Regions from separate parts of the Mus musculus genome. Here region 2 is linked to region 1. The links are chromatin contacts, called in public HiChIP or PLAC-seq maps. All regions are on one chromosome and are shown on one strand. The core of a region is the stretch at or near the end of the contact, and the rest is flanking DNA. Distances in the headings are between cores, read along the strand shown. Region 1 has its middle 9.4 kb from the start of Gm22307. Region 2 holds the start of Mrpl15 (mitochondrial ribosomal protein L15).

The links. HiChIP or PLAC-seq counts read pairs in DNA pulled down with a chosen protein or histone mark.
Region 2: an H3K27ac HiChIP or PLAC-seq map of extraembryonic endoderm stem cells shows a contact between it and region 1. The contact joins the promoter of Mrpl15 here to the enhancer-like site in region 1. A contact is called at or near these places in 5 of 39 promoter capture datasets (the HPC-7 cell line, cranial neural crest, liver and 2 more), 1 of 484 Hi-C or Micro-C datasets (embryonic fibroblasts), 3 of 115 datasets of contacts at active chromatin or transcription factors (extraembryonic endoderm stem cells, large pre-B cells and stem cell-derived neural progenitor cells) and 2 of 9 other capture datasets (liver and pancreatic islet).

Annotation. Positions count from the first base shown.
Region 1 is chr1:4,536,136-4,540,770 of GRCm38.p6, forward strand. No RefSeq gene overlaps it. Among named protein-coding and RNA genes, the nearest start is that of Gm22307, 9.4 kb to the left of the region's middle. Within about 2 kb of position 2,311, at least 18 of the 459 cell types and tissues checked have an H3K27ac peak or open chromatin away from gene starts, as enhancers often do. A contact at or near this core is called in extraembryonic endoderm stem cells, where this site is marked.
Region 2 is chr1:4,782,963-4,787,597 of GRCm38.p6, forward strand. Mrpl15 (mitochondrial ribosomal protein L15) reads right to left here and starts at 2,764. Exons shown (of 5, transcript NM_001177658.1): 1 at 2,611-2,764; 2 at 989-1,143. The coding sequence starts at 2,715.

The DNA of each region.
Region 1 (4,635 bases), core at 1,061-3,560:
GAGTGGTGCAGAGCTGACAGAATCTTATGTGGGTGATAGAAACTTCTTGGTTCCAAATGCTGAAATGATAGATTGATATTTAAGAACAACTAGAAAGCTAGAGAGAAAGGAACAGTTGAGACTTGAGCAGATCTAGATGAAAACAGGATTTTCAACATCCTTAAAACAGATGGGAGAGAATGTTGAATTGGGGGTTATTACAGTTTATGTCTTTGCAAAATGCACACATTTTCTGTGTCCTTTTTTACTTTAAAATGATGGTATGTGGGTTATGGAGAGGTGCAGTAACAATACATGTCTCCCTTTTAAGTGTTATCCAAAGCAGTCTTTTCAACTTCTCAATGCACTTTAGTCAATATAAGCTTCCCTTTTCTGGAAAAAAAACTACCACAAAAATATATGTTTGGAAGTTGTGTTCTGCTGAAATCCTTAAGTGTAATACTTTTGACATTGTGTGTGTGTGTGTGTGTGTGTGTGTGTGTATTCACATGAGCACACACATACCTGTGTGTGATCAGAGGACAACCCAGTACTCTGGCACAAGCAGACTTCCATCTTTTATGTTTTCTGTGAAAAGGAGTTCTTTCTGATCTTTGACATGAGTGAGAATTTGTTAGTTATTAAAATCCACAGAAATATCCCAGGTGAAGAAAACCAAGTATTATAGAGAGGCCTATAGATATCTCATCAATATTTGCAGCCAAACCTGTCATTATTGGAGTAGCTTCATCACAACTTGGTTATCAGTTGGACATCTTCCTAAGATAGCACCTTGACCCTGAAACATATCTTCCTCTTCTAATGTGGGGCCCAGGCCTTTTGACCTCCAAGTCCTTTCCTGGGAAGGCATAAATGGACACGTGCACTGGGCACACATGTTTTGGAGACAATGTCAGAGAGCCAGCTTGAGCTTGAACTCTGAAAAGAATTGGAAGCTGCATGGTGCTTGGGTCCCCTCTTGTTCCTGTATCTCCTCTTCCCCAGAACTCCTAATTTGTAGTAAAGCCACCATTCTTTGGTCCTGTTTGTGCACATCTCCCCCACATCTTTGGTGCTTTCTTCCCAGTTCTCTCTTCTGATTTCCCTTTCTTTCCCAGGAATTCTTCATCCAGAGTCTCTTTTCTCCGCCTCTAAATCTTGTTTCACACTGTTAATATACAAAAGGAAGCAAATGACAGGAGTTTAAGGAACAATCTTCTGCTGTCTGTGAGAGGGAAACTTCATTTCAGCTGCATCACTAGCATCTTTCTTTGATGATTTTTGCACTTCGTGATTGGGCTATCATCCTTTGTGTCTGAAATGGAGAGAGATGAAGGTCTAGAGCTAACTCAGAGAGAAAGTGAAGGAACCCCCACCCACCCAACTAATCAAATTGCATGCCTATGAGAGGGTGTGGCCAAAGATAGTCACTGAGCAGATAGTTCAATGATCAGAGTCCAGAGAGGAATTAGACAGGCAAATAAGTACCCAGAGTACAGTGAGATATGATAAAGGCTGATATGAAGTGATTCTGGAGTTTGGGGACGGGAAAGCAAGCAAATAGCATTGTGCTTAGAGGGTGGAGGCCTCAGAAAGGAGCTGACCTTTAACAAGAGATTTGGAACAAACAAGATGCAGTAAAGATACACAGGGTGCATCCTCTGACAGTAGGGAAACAGACATTCCAAAGCCACATGGTGAGAGCAGAGTCAAAGGTGTGTCTGAGAAACAGTGAAAGTAGAAATGGTAGGAGACAGCTTAAAACAAGACAACCAAAGGATCCCAAGGAACTACAGCTGGTTAGCAGTGTAGGTGTTATCCTGCAGGTCACAAGGGGGGCTGAAAGTATTATAAATGCTCAAAGGGCAATGACAATTGTGGGGGCTCGAACAAAAACTCTGGTAAGCAATTAGGAGGAAAAAGAGGCACCAAAGATAATTTCACAAGCTTGTTTTCAAAAGCTATTGTGTTTCCTAATAAATGTGTTTCCTAATAAATACATAACAATAACATTGAGCAAAACATGCGTGTAAGTCAAAGAGTGAACTTAGGGAGGGAGAGTTCATGTGTTCAGCTGGGCACTTTCCCTTTAGGTTGCTGGCTGGGTGTCAGTCTGCATTGGGAAATGGTGGCATAAAGCCCATGAAACAAAGCCACACTTGGAAATCACTGGATATAGCTAGAGACAAAACCTTGAAGGCCCAGGGGACATGTATAAGGTAAAGGAAAAGAAAACCTAGGTCGGAGCCTTGACAGGGCAAGGGGCAAACAGAAGATTGGAAAGTCGTGAAAGTAGGAAGAGATACGGAGAGGTTTACTGTCTTCACATCAAAGGGAGAAAGGTTTTCAGGAAGGGAGTGGACAACAATGTCAGAGGCTTAAGGGTGACGGAGTAAGATAAGGAATGTAAATGTAAGGTGGACTTTGAGATCTGGAATCTGTAGGTAATCACAGGACAACCTTCAGGTAGGAGGCATGTGTGTTACGGAAAGGATGAGGTCAGTGTGGCGTCCCTGGGAGTCAAAGACCCTACACACCCTAAAAATGACGAGACCACCAAATATGTTGCTTATGTGTGTCACAACTATTCATATTAACTACATTAGAAATTGAAACAGAATATGTTTTAAAATAGCTGCTTACTTGTTCTTAAAGTAATAAATCTGAGTATGAAGAGGTGACTTAAGAGTCAAGTACACTTACTGCTTTTGAAAATAGTTTGTTTCCCAACTCCTGTCTCACAGCTGTCTATAGCTCGTGTTCTAGGGGATCTTAGATTTCTTAGCTCCCCAGGCCCTCTCATTCAAGCACACACTCCTATATACACCTTTACATACACCTAATTAAAAATAATAGCACAAAATCTGCATGTAATAAACTTCTTAATAATCTATCCATGAGAACCTCAATACAGATCTCCAGAGTCCAGAGATGTTTGTAAGCCCAGTGCTGTCAAGGAAAGGCTAAGACAAGAGCATTGCTGAGGCTTGTTGGCCACCAGCCTCTGCCCAGGTTCAGCAAGAAACTTTGATTTAAATGAGTAGAAGAACGTGGTTGATAGAGAAGGACACCCCATGTCTCACCTGTGAGGGCACATAAAAGCATGAACATCTGTGTACACAGATCACACCCATACATACCTACACACATACAGATAACAAATACATTTTAATCACCTTAAACACCATTTTTAAGTGAAAAGTATCGTTACTTTCTTGAGAACTTACGTTCTCGAGACAAACAAGTACAGTCCAGCTGGGTAGTGGAGCTGTATGCACTCAGGAGGCAGAGGCAGGCAGATCTCTGTGAGTTAGAGAACATCCTGGTCTAAAAACACAGTCCAAACCAACCAGGCCTCCATGGAAAGACCCTGTCTCAGAAAAAAACAAAACAAAACAAAACAAAAAACAATAAGATTCCACAGTCCAGTTAATAACTCTTAAATTGCCAGCCTATGTAAGGCAATTGTGCATTCCCCTTTTGCCTGCTGTGAAAACCCAGAAATTCACTTGGGTCTAGTCTGTCTATTCATAAGAAAACACTCAAAGATGAAAACACCTGAACATCCTCCTCCACAGCATGCATTACAGTGTGCGTGTAATTTATAATTTATAATAGAAACTAGCTGCCAAGGAACAGAAGCTAAGGGATTTGTGTAAGTTCATTGTTTTCAATCTCATTAGCAAGTTTCAGCTACACCTTCTGACTACAACATTAGGGCTAAGATGAAAAATAACAATTTTCATGCTCTCATGTTCAACAACTCTCTGGTCTTATAGCCATCAGGCAGAACAGGATCTCATGTAGCCAGGCTGTGTATCCAACTCACTATGTAGCTGAAGATGACCGTGAATTTCTACTTCAATCTCCCAAGAGATTTATAAGCAGAGTCAGAATAGCCAGTTTGTGGAGTCCTGGGGATTGAACCAGAACCTTGTAAATATAGGCAAATAGTCTACTAACCTAGCTATATCTTCAGCCCAACATCAGACATATTCTTGAACTTTCTAAGTGGAGTTGAAAGGATACTTAGGTATAACATTTAAAGTTCTATCTTCATAAAGAAAGCTGAGACTCAGACATGCTGGCAAGGTTTAGTCTAAATGCTGGGGTATTAGTTAGACTGGAATTTATATATAAACAATGAATGTTTCTACAGTTGTTGGGGGTATTACAGCATTTCTTCTTGGTTTTATGATGGGGTGTCTTACTGTTGTTCACATGACCTTTCTTTTCCTAAAATTAGGAGAAAATGTGGTGTGAAACAAATGTTGATACATTTGTGATGAAAATGAAAAATGGTATACCCATGTTGGAAACAATTTCTTACTATTTATTTTATTTTATATGTATGTTTTGTCTTGCATCTGTAGATGCATCACTTGCATATAGTGCCTGATGAGACCCAAAACGGTTGTTGATTGCCTGAAATGGGAGTTACAGACCGTTGTGAGCTTACATGTGGGTGCTAGGAGATAAACCCAGGTCTCTGTAAAAGCAGGGAATGTTCATATCTACTGAATCATCTCTCCAGTCCCAGAGACACATTCTTGAAAAGTTAAACATACATATAATATTCAGGCCAGAAATTCAGTCTAAGAGAAGTTAAAATACATCTACACAGATCTGCACACAAACATTCATAGCAGCTTTATT
Region 2 (4,635 bases), core at 1,514-4,013, 250 kb after region 1:
ATTCAAGATAATATCATAAGGTGCTGGAGAGATGGCTCAGCATTTAAGAGCACTGACTGCTCTTCCAATGGTCCTGAGTTCAATCCCCAGAAACCACATGGTGGCTCATAACCATCTGTAATGAGATCTGATGCCCTCTTCTGGAGTGTCTGAAGCCAGCTACAGTGTACTTACATATAATAAGTAAATAAATTTAAAAAAATAACATCATAAAATAAAAATGGTACCCACTACAATGTGCCATAAACATATTATATATGCATACATATTATATACATAATGTAATATATATATATATACATACATACATAATATATATGGGGATGTTTGTGTATATGTATCTAAATATATCTATATTTCAAATATATACCCATTTAAAAAGGTAATATACAGGCTGGTGAGATGGCTCAGTGGTTAAGAGCACCGACTGCTCTTCCAAAGGTTCCAAGTTCAAATCCCAGCAACCACATGGTGGCTCACAACCATCCGTAACGAAATCTGATGCCCTCTTCTGGAGTGTCTGAAGACAGCTATAGTGTACTTACATATAATAAATAAATGAATCTTTAAAAAAAAAAAAAGGTAATATACATGGAAATAAAAATACATATGGCAAGATACATTTACCTTTTATATATAAATATAGATACAGATATATATAGATATATATAGATATGGAAAGATACATATACATTTTTCAATTGTTAATCATCTAAGGAATTATGACAGCAAGCACTATCATCAGCATGTTGTTGGTCTGAGTAGACTCTGTACAAATGTGCTTTTCTGGGGGCATAGTCATACAGTGACACAGACAATAGAGGGTAAGTTACATTACTAAAAATTATTCAAAGCAACAGTACCATAAGTGTGTTCCTAAATAAACATAAGGTATCTACCAAATTACTTGTGTACTTCTTAGTGGAAATTACGATTTGTACTTAAAAAAAACAAAAAACAAAAAACAAAAAAAAAAAAACAACCTTACCTATGTCCTTCATTAAATCCATATTTTGGGATTCGTATGTAAAATGGAGTCTGCCCTCCCTCAAAGCCCAGCCTTGGCCGGGTTCCTCTCTGCCTTTCTCCTTTATGGCCTCTGCCACACTTCCTACCTCTTCTCCGATCTCTTGGACGTCTTTCCTACAAGAAAAAGTGAGTTTTAAGATCTTCAGATACATTTCTGAAAACTGTCTCATCTCATAGCATATTCCATATTAATGCTGTTTATCCATTGCACCAGAGGTAAAGTACCGTGTGCCAAGCCCTGCTCTAGCTGCGTGCTCATCTTTATACTCCACCAACATAGTTCTCTCAGAATGTAGCTGATCCTAGTAACCAAAATACAAGGTGAAACACAGGGCAAAGTTCTAAGGAAGGGATGGGATCCAACAGGAATAACAAGCTCTACAATAAGCTAGGTCCCTGTAGTGATTGCTATCTGCTAGGTTGAGGCAGGAGGATTCAAAGTTCAAGGCCTGCCTAAGCTACAAAAAAAGGGCAAGGCCAGCAACCCCCAATTTTCTGAGAGTCTGTCTCTGAATAAAGCATTTAAAAATCGGGAAAGGGAACCAGATGTGGTGGCGCATGCCTTTAATCCCAGCACTCGAGAGGCAGGGACAGGAGGATTTCTGAGTCCGAGGCCAGCCTGGTCTAAAAAGTGAGTTCCAGGACAGCCAGGGCTCTACAGAGAAACCCTGGGGGGGGGGGGGGGGGGGGGCGGTGAGAGGGCATCGGGAAAGGGTTTGGGATTACAGCTCAGTGGTATAGTGTGCTTGAACAAACAAGCTAAGGGCCTAAATTTAGTCTTCAGGAAAAAGCAGCTGGAACGGAAAAAGAAAATCCTAGAACTAAACAGCCAAAACGAGGCTTGAGTGACATTAAATGTTTTATTTTTAAATTAATCGTAAATATGTAATTAGATCACATATGGCTAAGGAAAACTCCAATTTTTGCTAGGGACACATTCTAATTTCCTAAATTCCTAAAAGATAAGCTCCTGGCAACTTGTCCCCCTCCACAGAATTGTAAAACTGATGTGAAATGATTAATTGCTTCGGTAAAGTTCCTCATGTAGCTGTAAGTTCCCCAGAAATAAAGTAATTGCGACCTTTCAAAGCCCTCCACCTTCTACCCCTTTAACCTGGGCCTAAGGGGAATTGTGGTTGGCTGCACTATAACATTAAAAAATTGGCTAATTACAACTGGATAGAGTCGGGTAGTCTTTCGGTGTTCTCTAACTCCGTAACATCTTTCCCTTAATTGACTTTGTCAACCGCCCCCCCCCCTAAAAAAAAAGCCGTATATTAAGTTACTGTAAAAGCCGAGCAGCCGACCCACAACAGTTTTCTAGTTGCACCCTGGGTTGCACATTGGCCAGCTGGAATGTAGAAAAAACACTGGGATTTTTATAACGACGATAGGCACTTGCTAAGCAGTTCAGTTTAAACGCAATTTTGGATGAATCGTCTGCAGTTCCCGAGTGTGTACCCTCCGCCTGCTTAGCATCCTTAACACTGGGCGCACGCGGAAGGGAGCCAGGCGCCCGCACGCGTCCATCGCCAGAGTGACGCGGCCCCTGCACTCCCCGCACCGCCGCCAAGCGTTTACCCGTTTTCTGGAGTTAGGACTGGGCTTCAGGTTGGCCAGGCTCACTCTCGGCAAGGACCGCAGCAGGTCCAGGCTGGTCCCGCAGCCGCGCGCCGTGCCAGCCATGACCCGCGGTGCTTCAAGGGCGCCCAGGAAGCGGCGTAGACTCCGCGTTGCTTTACGGCTCCGCCCGGCCCCTGTCGCGCTGCAGCGGCCGTACTGCCCCGCCCCTGTCGTGCTGCAGAGCGACCGCATCCGCGTCGGTAGGCTATGTCTTCCAGCTTCCAGGCTTGATGTCTTTTTACTTCGGGGAACTGCATCAACTTTTGTGAGATCATGCTTTATCCTCTGGCTTTGGTACCATTTTGTGAACGAAAACTGTTCTCTTCTGCCCTGTAATGACTGAACACGCTGTACGGTAAAAGTGGGGCCTCATGAAGCGAAAAGTAATCCAAAATGATGTGAACAGGTTCAAGCTTTGAGACTCTGGTAATTCAACTGTTACAGTGCCTGGCTCTAGAATTAATTGTCTAATTAGGTTCAACCTAATAGCGTGCCTTGCAGTTAACGATGGGGGGTGGGGCATACTTAGCTCCTGGGGTATGCCAGAAACTGAGTTAAAGTTAGCCTTACTAGATTCATATAAACAACCACGCTAGAAGCGAGGTGTGGTTTTATGCCTATCAGATCGACCCAGCTGTCACAGCAGATGGTATAGATAGGATTCAAAGCTAATGAACTTAAACTGCCAAACATATATTTAACTCTCCAAATTAAATGATTTTTAAAACTTGTCTTAATACAAGTAATATAGAAAACAATGTGTTCATTTTTATATTCTTTTTCCGTTCCACTGTCTTGCTGGAGAATTGCTCCTACCAAGCTCTATCAGTTATATAGTGAAGGTGAGACAATTTAATAAGCAGCTGTTTCTAACTCAAATAAACCTTTATTTTTATTTTATTGATTCATTGTGAATTTCACATCATACACTCCAGATCCACAATCCCTCCGTCCTTTTTGCCCTTGCAAACCCCCCCCCCCCCAAAATAAAAATAAAGTTTAGGAAACCTCATCGTGAAGCTGTCGTGTGTCACAGTGTGTCCTACAGTATACCCTTTTGTCCATACATTATTACTTGCAAATGTACATTGCAATGAGTCATTGGTCTGGTTCTAGGTCTCTGGCTTCTGCTACACCAATATTGGATCCTCACAGGGACTCTATTCGGTTATCCTGCTATTGTCCTAGGTCACTGAGATCCTGCAGCTCTGGATCAGCAGGACTAGCTAGCCCTTTCACATGTTCCAACAGGTTACACATAAGGTAGATATCGGGGTGAGCTACTCAAAACCATGGATTTGGGCCTGGGGCCAGAGCCTGCTGGTCATTCAACATGGAAACCACGACTTGGGGTATGAGGATGATTATAGGAAAGGCAAAAAGAAGATGGAAGAGACAGATATGGGAGGGCTACAGGTCAATACCACCACTAGCAGCAAGTTTACTTTCTCAGTGTCTTTTAAAGGCTAGCAACAGAAAGCATGACCAATTCCAGGAAGTTAAACAATGAACATGAACATTTATGTGATAAGTGTATGGTACACACTATCCATGTTTGACTAAGGCCATTTCCTTCAGGCTTGGACAGTCTCTCAAGGACATATGTAAAAGCAGAGGAACTTGGCAGGATATAATGCATGTCTTAACTAAAAGCAAAAGCATGTTAGCAGACTCATTCATGATTAATTACAAGCAAGAACTCAGCCAACATTAACTCTGGAAGTGCTCCCCACATGTCCCCTTTTTATCTATGCAAGCCAATGAAATTGAGGAAAGCCAAAATACTGTGTTGCATTTCTTGTAAGGATACATTTTCTTTATTGTATGGTTTATGTGATGTCACTAATATTAATCAGTCATAGTGGAAATGGTCTGTAGCCAATTGTATGCTGTTTGTCCCATATGCAACATAGTAAGCATAGAAAACTATGAGAATGAATTGAAGAGTGCCACAGACTCTCTTTGGTCACTGTCTGTGTGGAA